Regions from separate parts of the Rattus norvegicus genome. Here region 2 is linked to region 1. Evidence: chromatin contacts called from public Hi-C data. All regions are on one chromosome and are shown on one strand. The core of a region is the stretch at or near the end of the contact, and the rest is flanking DNA. Distances in the headings are between cores, read along the strand shown.

Region 1 (5,414 bases), core at 1,643-4,142:
AGGACCTGGGAGAAGCTCTGGTGTCAGCATCATCTCTAAGAGCACTGGCCTCTTTGCTCCTAGGGCCTTGATTTACTGGATCTAAGCAGCCTTCAGGAAGCTTCATTTTCTGGTAGTTACAGATCCCAGGACTGACTACCAACCCCTACTGAGATGTCTGCCGTCTGCCTGCCATTGCTCTCTGTGACACAAATTTTCCTCTGTGCTGTGTGGACATTGCCATTCTATGCAACAACAAGGGAGCTCACTCAGTGAATCTGATGATGTTGCTAGCCCAGGAAGTTCTGCACATGTGTGGCACCATCTCCCATGAGCATCCATGGGAGATCATGCCTGATCTCTCCCTCTGCAGAGATCCTGAAGAAAAAAAGAAAAACAAACATAGCTGAAAAAGCTATGACCAGGGAGAACTGTCAGAGCGAATGGAGCACACTGGTTCCTCAGCTCATTGCTGCTCAGAGGTGGCACGATGATCTGATGCTGTAGAGGGGCCTCTGTACCTGTCTAATAGTTCCAGCCATTGAGGACTGGTCTGCTGCTCCTATGGCCCAGGCCAGTGAAGGGTTAGAGCTACTAGGGAGCCGTTCTGCAAACACTTGAGCAAAAGAAGGGAAGATACGTGGGAAATAAATATTTTCTTTAAAAAAGGTAATGGGGGGAGGAAAACAAACAGTATTTAATATTCAAAGACCTTTTAAGTACAAAGTGAGAAGCACCGCCAAGGGAAATCAGCAGCATTAGTGAGAAATAGACCTAAGCTGGGGTCTGGGGTGTTTCGTGGTGGAGCACTTGCTGGGCAGATTCCTTCCTAGCACTGCTGGAACACAAAAAGCTACTTAGAGCTTTCTACCGGTGAAAGATTGGGAGAACCTAGACGAGGATAAAACTGTTTCTGGAATCATTGTGTATGCTGGGATCTTTAGAAACATGGTGTGTGATGTTCTTGATTTGTGCTTTGGTTTTTATATTGCTAAAGATCAAACCAAGGCAGGTGGCCTACCACTGAAACTGCACTGAGAGTTCAGTCCTAAGAGCTGTGTTATAAAAACATGAGCACACTGAATTATAGAGGAAAGTGTCATGGGATGCTCCGTATGTGAAAGAAGAGACTGTGTCAATTCTTCATCTATTTGGGGTCAAAAAAAAGCTTATTGAATGTCCAGCAAGGGAACAGCTGAGGTGGGACACACTGGGCCTTTCTTTCTGCTATCTGTGCCTCTGGTACTGGAATGGAGATCCTGCTCGTAGCCGGCAAGTGCTCTAGCACTGAACCACATTTCTAGCCCTTTATCTTCCTTTTACTTTTTGTGAGTGCTTGGTTTTTATTTTGTTGCTGGTAGAGGTGTCACTTCTTCCCTGGGTTCCAGAGATTAAGCTGAGGCTATCAGCCTTGCCAGTGCCTTTGTCTGCTGAGCTGTCTCACCAAGCTCTTTTTTGGCCTTCTGAGACATGGTTGCTCTCTGTCACTCTTGTAAAACGTGGCACTCATATGTTGCCAGGACTGGGCTTGTTTTGACACCTGCTTCCTACCTTCTAGAATTACAGGTGTGTACCACTGGCTTTTTGTTTTTATTTTTAATAGGAAAACACTCAGGTGGGAGAAAGAGGTCAGAGGGCCTGAGATCAGGTAGCTCACAACTCCCTGTAACTCAGCTTCAAAGCATCTATTGCCTTCTTCTGTATACTGCAGCCACTGCACTCCTGTGGTGTACACACATAGACAAAGGTAAAGACTGGGGAGATGACTCAGCAGTTAAGAGCTTTTCCAGAGGACCCAGGTCAGTTTTCCAGCACTGTTGTCAGGCCTTCATTGGCACCAGGCATATAAGTGTGGTGGACAGACATACACTCAGGTAAAACTCTCATCGCGTGATGTTTTTTACTATAATACTTAAGACTGTACATTAACATGTGAGTAATATTGACAGGGTATAGTAAGGCATGCCTCCAATTCTAGCACTCCAGAAACGGGAGCACACAATCTCCGACTTTGAGGCCTGCCTGGTCCACATATCACATCTAGCAAGTGCTAAACCAAATGCAGTAGAGACTGGAAGATCAGGTGTTCAAGGCCAGACTGAACTACATAAGATCTTATCTTTAGAGTAAAGGAAGGTTGGGCCCAGTCCTGTGATATTTTTAAGTAAAAAGAGAAAGAGCTGAAGCATCAAACAAGAAAGTACTGTTAGTCCTGCTCTTCCCCTCATGGTGAGACCTTGTAGACTCTGCAGACAGTCCCTGTCCCCATGCACAAACCCTATCTGCTCTCCAGCTCTGGTTCATAGGACCTGTTTATTCTTTTTCCACAGGACTAAGCACAGAAGGCATCTACCGGGTCAGCGGAAACAAGTCAGAAATGGAAAGTTTGCAAAGACAGTTTGATCAAGGTAAGTATGGCACAGTCTGGCCATGTCACTGGTCCCGAGCAGATACTGTGGCTGGATCATCAGCAGGGCGTGAGTGCCTTCACCCTGTAAACCTGAGCTGAGCCCAGAGGTATTGGCTCCCATTGCTGTCCACAGCTACCACTATAAGTTTCCCTGACCCTGCCTCACTTCTCTGGAAGGGCCTTGCCTCCCTGGCCTGGGACCAGGGTGGTAGCATTTGAATTAATGAGCAGGTCAGAAATATCTACATCTCAAGTAAACCTGTAGAAGAGAAAGTGGGGGAACATTTCATGGTACCTGAGGCACTGAGCTGCAGCTCCCACTTCCAAGCTGAACTCGTGGGCGGCCCTGCTCCTATGAGCATTAGTCTATGAGAGGCTCCAAGGCTCTTAATGTGAAAAATGCCCACAATGAAATCTAAGCCAGGCCATCAGTGCCAGGGCAGAACAGTGAAGTACTCTTAGCTATCAGCAACCAGAGAGTAGGGAAGCAGAGGGAACAGGGGCCAACTTCTGGAGCAACCAGCTCATCTGCTGTCATGGGCCAACTGACAGTGACATCTTGTAATCATGTACCACTGTTCCAACATCAAGAATATGTCCTGGTAAAACACATTTCGTTGTGCACATGTCAGATAATACACTTATGCTAAGCCACGATGGAGTTTTATCTTAGAGGTGTATAACTGTAAGAATCCAAACAGCTGTAATCCAGAGAGGAAAACTTCATGCCCATCTGTAGACAAGTCTACAGAATCAATCATGCAGTGAGACCTAGAGAGAGGCAGAAAAAGAGAGGAAGGAAGAAGGCTCAATGGAGCGGTGGGCTGGGGAGAAAGAGGGATTCTTCTTCTCTCCATCAGAATCTAGATGAGGGTATGACTGTATGGCTGGCAGGAAGGGAAATAAGGAAAAAGCTGAAGCTCGTCAGAACCAAGTTGGATGGCAGGTGGCCTAGGAGACCATGGTCCCCAGTCACTCTTCTCCTCCCCACAGGCCAGAAGTGACCTGTCAGGCCATGTCTGTGAACCAGCTCCTCAGCACTCCTATGCTAATCCCAAGCCCCCGCCCTGGGCTACATCTATAAGCCTTTTCTGGGAGCTTTCTGTGGTTTCTGCTAACTTAGATGGGTCTGGCCTCACTTTGTTGGCTTTCTTTCAGATCACAATCTGGACCTGGCAGAGAAAGACTTCACTGTGAACACTGTGGCAGGGGCCATGAAGAGTTTTTTCTCGGAGCTACCAGACCCCCTGGTACCATACAGCATGCAGATTGACTTGGTGGAAGCTCACAGTAAGTACTGACAGCCTGAGAGAGGCTCCAGGTAGCCCTGCCCTTTTTACAGAGGCACTTCTCTGAGTGTTCCACCAGGGCAACTTGTAGGTCTCTAAGTCTAGCCTCTAACTTGGGGGTGAGGGGTGATCCCTGTCTCTCTTCTATGACTGGCCTCCCCATATCTCCGCTGAGCTTACTCCTTGAGGTGAAGCTGGAACTTCTTTTTTTTTTTTTTTTTTTTTCCGGTTCTTTTTTTTCGGAGCTGGGGACTGAACCCAGGGCCTTGCTCTTCCTAGGCAAGCGCTCTACCGCTGAGCTAAATCCCCAACCCGAAGCTGGAACTTCTAGTTCTGAAGCACATTGTCCTGGATCTTTTCTTCACCTCTCAGCTGCCTCGTTTAAGGCAGCAAGACTGTGACCTGAGGCCAAACAAACCATTAGAAAGTTACCTCTGGAACTGGAGAAATGGCTCAGTGGTTATAAGACTGCTTTTGCAGAGGACATAGCTGTCCAAAACTCCTGTTCCAAAGGTTCTAATATCCTCTTCTGACTTCTGAAGGTACCAGCCACATGTGTGATGTACAGACGTGAATGCAGGCAGAGTACACAAACTAAAATTAATATATCTAAAAACTTTTTTTGTTTGTTTCTTAAAGAATAAAATTACCTGTGTGCATGTGTGGGGAAGGAGGATGCCCGGTGGCTTTGGCCAGAAGATCACAGGCTCAAGGCTCTGTAGCACATAAGTACTCTGGGATCTTTTGTTGTTTATTTGAGGTAGTGTCTCAGATATCCCAGGGTGCCCTCAGACACCTTATCTTGCTCTCCTCTAACTTCGCATGGTTGGCATTATGGCATGTGCCACCATGTCTGACTTAGAGCCTCTAGTTTTAATGACAGCAATTGAGGACAGCAATTCTTAACCTGTGGAATGTGACCCCTTTGAAAGGGGTCACATATTAAATATTCTATATATCAGATATTTACAATACAACTCATAACAGTGACAAAATTACAGTAATGAAGTAGCAATGAAAATAATTTTGTGGTTGAGAGTCACTACAATATGAGGAACTGTATTAGGAAGGTTGAGACCCACTGCTTTAGGGTGACCATTGTGTGGGATTTTTTCCCATTGTCTGGCCTTTAGGAGAATGTCATATGCCTTGACATCTCTTAATCTCTTAAGGCTGCCCACCATAAGGCACTTACTCTATTTTTTTGCCAAAGAAAGCCCTGGCTCTTGCAGGGGAAAAAAGGGAAGACCCAGAAACAGCAATTCCTCTACGACTACTGAAGGAGTTTGCACACAGCCTGATCTATCTAGTGAGTTCCAGGACAGACAGACAGAACTACATAGTATAATCCCATCTCAAAAAGAAAAAAAAAAAAAAGAATTCCCTTTCCAGGCATCGAGAAAGAGGTCAGGCAAGAAAAGATGTATGGTCCTGGCTAACTCATCACTGCCTGGCTCAAGCTTACTCTCAAGACTGTGCTGATGTTATAGGTCAAGTGGCTTCCAGTCCTGAGTCCCCTCTCCTCTAATGAAGCCAGCCCAGCTGTGGAGGGGAGGGTGTAGGACTCAGGTTATCTATACATGCTCTGTTTTCACATTTGCTAGCCTCTCCTTTTTACCCACCTGTCAAGGCTGGGAGGGAGCACTTATGTGGGGGAGGATCATCTTAGACTCATGCTGTCTCTCTAAGGGAAGTTAGAAAGAGGTTCAGGAGGCCTTGCACTGGTTAGTACCCAG
Region 2 (5,414 bases), core at 1,307-3,806, 100 kb before region 1:
CCAGTGGAGGCTAGACGAGCGCATAGAGTCTTTGGAACTGTAGTTACAGATGGCTGTGAGCTGCCACGTAGGTGCTAGATATTGAACTCAGGTCCTTTGGAAGGTCATCCGGTGCTCTTAAGCACCACACCATTTCTCTGCCCTGCAAGGATCTTATAGTTTTCTGGACTCTGTTGTGGTAATGCATGCAGTCGTGTGATAAATAGGATTCGTTTTCTATCCAAAGTAGTTAGTCCAACAAAGGTCCACTTTTCCTAAACCTTCCTCTTTCCCTTTACCTAGTTGATGAGTCAGCCAATCATGTCAAATTGAGAATCTTTCGTTCCCATCAATGGGATAAGACAAAGTCGCCATCTCCATCAAGAATAAAAGACAAAAGCCATCTCAGCGTATGTTCAATAGTTGAGTTTAGATTTTGGTGCTCACACACAGACATGCTTTTATAGAAATTCATCTTTACAAGACATGGGTATTTTTTTACTTGCATGTCTGTGCAGTTTCTGGGGAGACCAGAAGAGGGCATCAGTTCCCCGGGTACTGGAGTTACATGCAGTTGTGAGCTGGAATAAAAGCTGAGTCTTTGGAAGAACTGCCAGGGGTCTTAACCTCTGATCCATCTTTACACCTCCCTGCAAGCACTGCGTTTGCAAACAAAAATAATAGTAATAATAATAAACTCTCTGGCTGAGTTATTTTTGCTTTGTTGTTGTGTTCTTTTGTGCAACTCCAACATCATTCTTTTCCAACACTCAGGAAGCAGAGGCAGAGGACTGTCACACATTGAATTCCAGTCTGAGCTACACAGTAAATTCCAGGGCAGCCAAGGATAGCTAGCGAGAAAAAATGTCAATGGAAATTATCTTTAGCCAGACGTGGTGGCACATGCCTTTAATTCCAGCACTCGGGAGGCAGAGGTGGATTTAGGTCAGTTCAAGGCCAGCCTGGTCTACAAAGCAAGTTGCAGGGCAGCAGCCAAGGCTACACAGAGAAACCCTGTCTCAAAAACCAAAAAGAAAACTAATTTACTCGAGACACTCTGTGCTTAGGATGGAATGCAGTGCCTTGTGTATATATGCACGCCTTCTACAAATGACTTCTGTCCTCAGCCCCAGGCTGGCGAAGAACCCACTTTTAACTGTCAATCTCTTCAGCCTACACCACCGGAACCTGCCCTCCTAACAAACTTTAATGAGAGGCTTCATTTGTTGGGATGTTTTAAGATTTGAGCACATGTAATTTTATTTAGCAAGGCTTACTAAGTACTCAATACGTGGAAGTTATTCCCCTATACCCCACCCTCATTTAGAGACACAGTAGTCCTCCTTTAATTCCCTTGTTGCTTTCTGATGTATCAGTTACCCGTGGCCAGGAGGGAGATATAAATAAGAGATCACATTCACATTTCTCTCATTACAGCGTAATATATTCAAAGTTTTTCTATTATTGTGGTTAGTTCTTTACTAAGAGTAATTCATCAGCTTATAGATATCCATGTATAGGGGAAATCGCCCACATCTTACAGGGTTCTAGTAGTTCGAGGGTCCCATTGTGAATTGTACCCATAGGGACTATTATACCTCATTCGAGTCTCCATGCAACACTTTTTGAGTTCAGTATTGTTATCCCACTTTACAGATGAAAAGCCTGGAAAGAAGGGCAATGCTGAATCGGAAACCACGTGCTTACTTCATGCATTCCGCACACTGTAAGGCGCCGGGGAAGCCTGTCTTTAACAATCCATCCTTCCGGAGGGCTCCCAAAGGAATACAGGGTTAGAGGGGAGCCCTCTTACATCACCATTTCCCCTGCAAGCACCCAAAGTGACATGTGGTTTGCTGTCATTTGCCCGATGCTGACCTGGAGGGTAGGGCTGCAATGCAAGGCCTGTCCTCCTTCTGCCTGGGACCAAGCACTGGGTGAAATCACCGGTAACTTGTATCAACGCGCCTGGCCCACAGGTTTTTCTTCAGCGCCGGGGAAAGAGCACGTGCCCCCTGTCCCCGCCCACTCTTCCGGGCTGGCCAACGTAGAGCTTGGATTGGGCTGCGGGGGACCACGCCCCCTTGCCTTGCCCAATCGACTCCGTCGCTGGGTACGCTGCCTTCTTCACAGCCCCGCCTCGCCACCCCACGTTACGTCTATCTCTCCCACCCCCACCTCCGTTATCCCGAGGCTGCGGCTCGACTAGGCGAACCCAACTCCCTCTGCCTCCCATTGGCTAGTGAGGTCCCGCGCGAGCGGGATGGAGCCCTAAGTACCCGCCCTGAAGATCCAGGCCATGCCTCTCAGAGCTGGCTTTCTCCTGGAGCCGGCGCGGTGTGGGGAGGGGCAGTGGGGATCTGCTCCTGGTGCGCGCAACGTTGTGCGCGCCCCCTACAGGCCCCTCCCTCCCTTTGGTGGCTTTGCAGACTGCAGCCGCCTCTGCGCAGGCGCACTAAACCCACCCCGCGCCCTCCTGTGCCAGTTCGCGGGTGTCCTCGCGCTGTGTGAATCTGGCGTCGCAGACGCTGGGGTAGCGGCATTTTCCTCAGGCGCGCACGCGCACTCGCACCCCCGGTGTCCGTGCGTGCCTGTCCTCCTGGGCTACTGTCCTCGAGGTGCGCTTGGCCCTGTGGGCCGTTATCCACCTTCCATCCCCCGCCCCAGCGCCTTTCGCCCCTCAGAAACGCACGCGCACTTGCGAGAGGGTCTCCAGCACGCGCACGGCCGCGGCGGCCGCAGGAAGGAGGCGACAACGCCGCCGCCGCCGCCATTGCGCGGGAGGGAGGGAGCGAGCGAGCGAGCGAGGCTGGTCCGCCCTCCCCCTGGTTCCCGCCCCTCCCCCCTTCCCCTCCCCGCCCCCCCGCCCCGAGGGAGAGCCGCGGCGCGGCGGGAGGAGGTGGAGGAGGCGGAGGAGGGAGCCCGCGAGGGAGGGTCCGCCCGGCCCCCCGCCGGAGCCGCCACCGCCGCCTCAGCCGCCTCAGGAACGAGTCGCTAGGGGAACATGGCGCCGGGCCCGCCGTCGCAGCGGCCGGGATCGCGGAGGCCGGGGCCGCGCTGAGGGCGCCCCCAAGGCTGGTAAGTGTCTCGTCGCTGGCAGAGGGGAATGTGGGGACGGGCGAGGCGCCGGGCGCCGCCCCGATGCGGGATCCAAGGGTGGGGGAAAAGGCGGGGACCGCAGGGCCCGGAGCCCGCGAACAATGGAGGAGCCGGAGGGGGAGGGGAGGGAGCGCCCCCCCAGCGCCCCGCGGTCCCCGCGTCCCGGCCGCTGCATGCCCGGGCCCGGCCCGCGCGGCCCGCCTTGCCCTTCCTATTCGCCACTGTCCCCGCAGCCCTGCAATCCCGGCGTCTGCCTCCTCACACGCCCCACCACGACCCGATGGGGGATCTCGGTGTCTCAGCCTCCACTTGAGATATCCGACTCCCAATTCTGAGCCGTCTCCTTTCCCACTTCCTACCCCCCCCCCCCGACCCCTAGTCATACCCTTCACTACCTTTTGGAGTCCGCTGTGCTCCTGGGACATCCTCCTCATTGACCCCTCTGTATCCCTTCTGACGCTCACTTTGGACATTCGTGGCCCTTCTACCTTACCTGTTTTCTGCTAGCATCACTTTTGGGGGGAAGTCCCCATCCTCCTCCTTTGGCCTATCTACTGTTATTATCCCTGCCTTAGAACATCTTGCATCCCCAGGAGCTGTCCCTTTAGGACCTGCGGTTCCACCTCCGTGGAGATCCATACTAGATGTCTGTTGATGTAGTCACTGCTCTGCTGCCCTCCTGGTCTCTGCTTTGGACATAATTCCTCCTCCCATTTGAGCCCAACTGCCCCAAATTTTTGCCCTGGCCGCAACACTGAACCTTCTGCACCTCCTTGGGAATGCCCCTAGGCTGCCTCTCCTACCGTTCTCAGATTTAGATGCTCCTTGCTCTCTTCCTTCTCTTCTCAGTGCTTGCTCCCGTTTTGCCATTCAGACCCTGTCCTCTTTTCCAGACCCTTCTGCCTGCCAACTCTGCCCCTGTGCAGGCGCTCTGATCTTGCATGCACTCCCCTGTGGTGCTTGGCTTTTTGCCTCCTCTTTTACCCCCTTTTCTGTCCCTTAGGGTGTCTAATTTTTGCCATTCCCTTTAGCAGATCTCTGCCCTAACGCCAACTCCACTCCGTTGTACTCTCTTTGCTCCTCTATTCTCGTTGAGTTTCTTCTTTCCCACTTTTATGTCAATGCCCCTCGGCTTCAGTCATTTGCTCCCTCTCCCCCCAAGCCCATCTCCAGGAAGTTCCTCTACACCAAGGAGTTGCTGCCTATGTCTTCCTTTCTCCTGGTGTGCCTCTGCACTTTAGATGTCTCTGACCCTGATGCCTATTTTGCCCTTTTCCTACAGGCTTTCCCCTTGTTTACTCTATTTGGTGCCCTTTCCTTATAGCCCCCTTTTGGAGCTGTCCATTTGTCTGCATATTTTTGAACTGTTTTAAACTTTACTGATGCTGTCTCTGTCAGAGTGACGGTCGTCAGCACTGATCTCCTTTCGTCCCACCTTTGGTCCCTCTTAATTCTAAGCCCTCCAACCCCCATTCAGCCTTTCACTGGACTTTTCTTCGTTCGATGACCTTGTCTTGCTCTGCCTCTCAGCCTCCTTTCAAGTCCTTTTCCTTAGTTCTAACCTGAAGGTATCATTCTTTTCTTATTATTCTTGTCTCCCCTTTCTTGGAGCCTACACGTTCTTGTATAGATGATCATTTTCTTTTGATATCCCAGTTCCTTTCTTCTTTTGCTTAACTCATATCCCACCTGCTTCTCAGGGTTCCCCATCCACTGCCAACCAGTTCTCCATTGAGGACATGCCCCTGTCTTAGGTCTGTCTTTTACCTGTTATGCATCTCTCAGCATTTGCCAGGGTAGGTTTAGCCGAGGTACTCTAGGCACAGATCCAGACTGCAGATTCTCTATGGAGTCCTGAGTGTTTTGAATTTTATCCTCAAAAATCCTCCTGAGATCTGAGAGAGAGAGAGAGAAGAGAGAGGGAGGGAGGGAGGGAGGGAGGGAGGGAGGGAGGGAGGGAGGGAGGGGTAGGGATTGATTGGTTGCAGCTCTCTGCAGTCTGGGAGTGTCTCCCCATTTCTCTGATTCGTATCAAGGTTAGTGGTGGTGGGTAGGATTTATCTATTGCTCCATTTGTGTTCTCTTTGCTCCCTCTCTGGGCCTCACAGCTTTGTGCCCTTGGGGAAGGGGATTGCAGCTGCTCCTGACTATTCTTCTCCCTTCCCTCCTTGCCTCTGAGCAGTTGTAGACCGGTGTATGCTCTACACTCTCCCACCTCCACACCGCACACCAGCACACTCCCACCCAACCCCCCAGAAGCATTTGGGAGTATGTTTTTCTCATAAACTGAAAAGTTATGTTCTTGTTTTACTCCAGGCCAGGGAAATGCCAGTTCT

What was found. A called contact is a pair of places that touch in the nucleus more often than the background predicts.
Region 2: a Hi-C map of liver shows a contact between it and region 1, with 9 times the contacts expected there. The contact joins the promoter of Arhgap35 here to the enhancer-like site in region 1. A contact is called at or near these places in 9 of 12 Hi-C or Micro-C datasets (the A7r5 cell line, the Rat2 cell line, Schwann cells and 6 more) and 1 of 1 datasets of contacts at active chromatin or transcription factors (oligodendrocytes).

The regions. Positions count from the first base shown.
Region 1 is chr1:86,342,774-86,348,187 of GRCr8, reverse strand. Arhgap35 (Rho GTPase activating protein 35) reads left to right here. Exons shown (of 7, transcript NM_001271132.1): 4 at 2,310-2,387; 5 at 3,548-3,679. Among named protein-coding and RNA genes, the nearest start is that of Npas1, 31 kb to the right of the region's middle. Within about 2 kb of position 2,892, at least 9 of the 93 cell types and tissues checked have an H3K27ac peak or open chromatin away from gene starts, as enhancers often do.
Region 2 is chr1:86,444,556-86,449,969 of GRCr8, reverse strand. It overlaps Arhgap35 (Rho GTPase activating protein 35), which reads left to right and starts at 2,556. Exons shown (of 7, transcript NM_001271132.1): 1 at 2,556-3,057.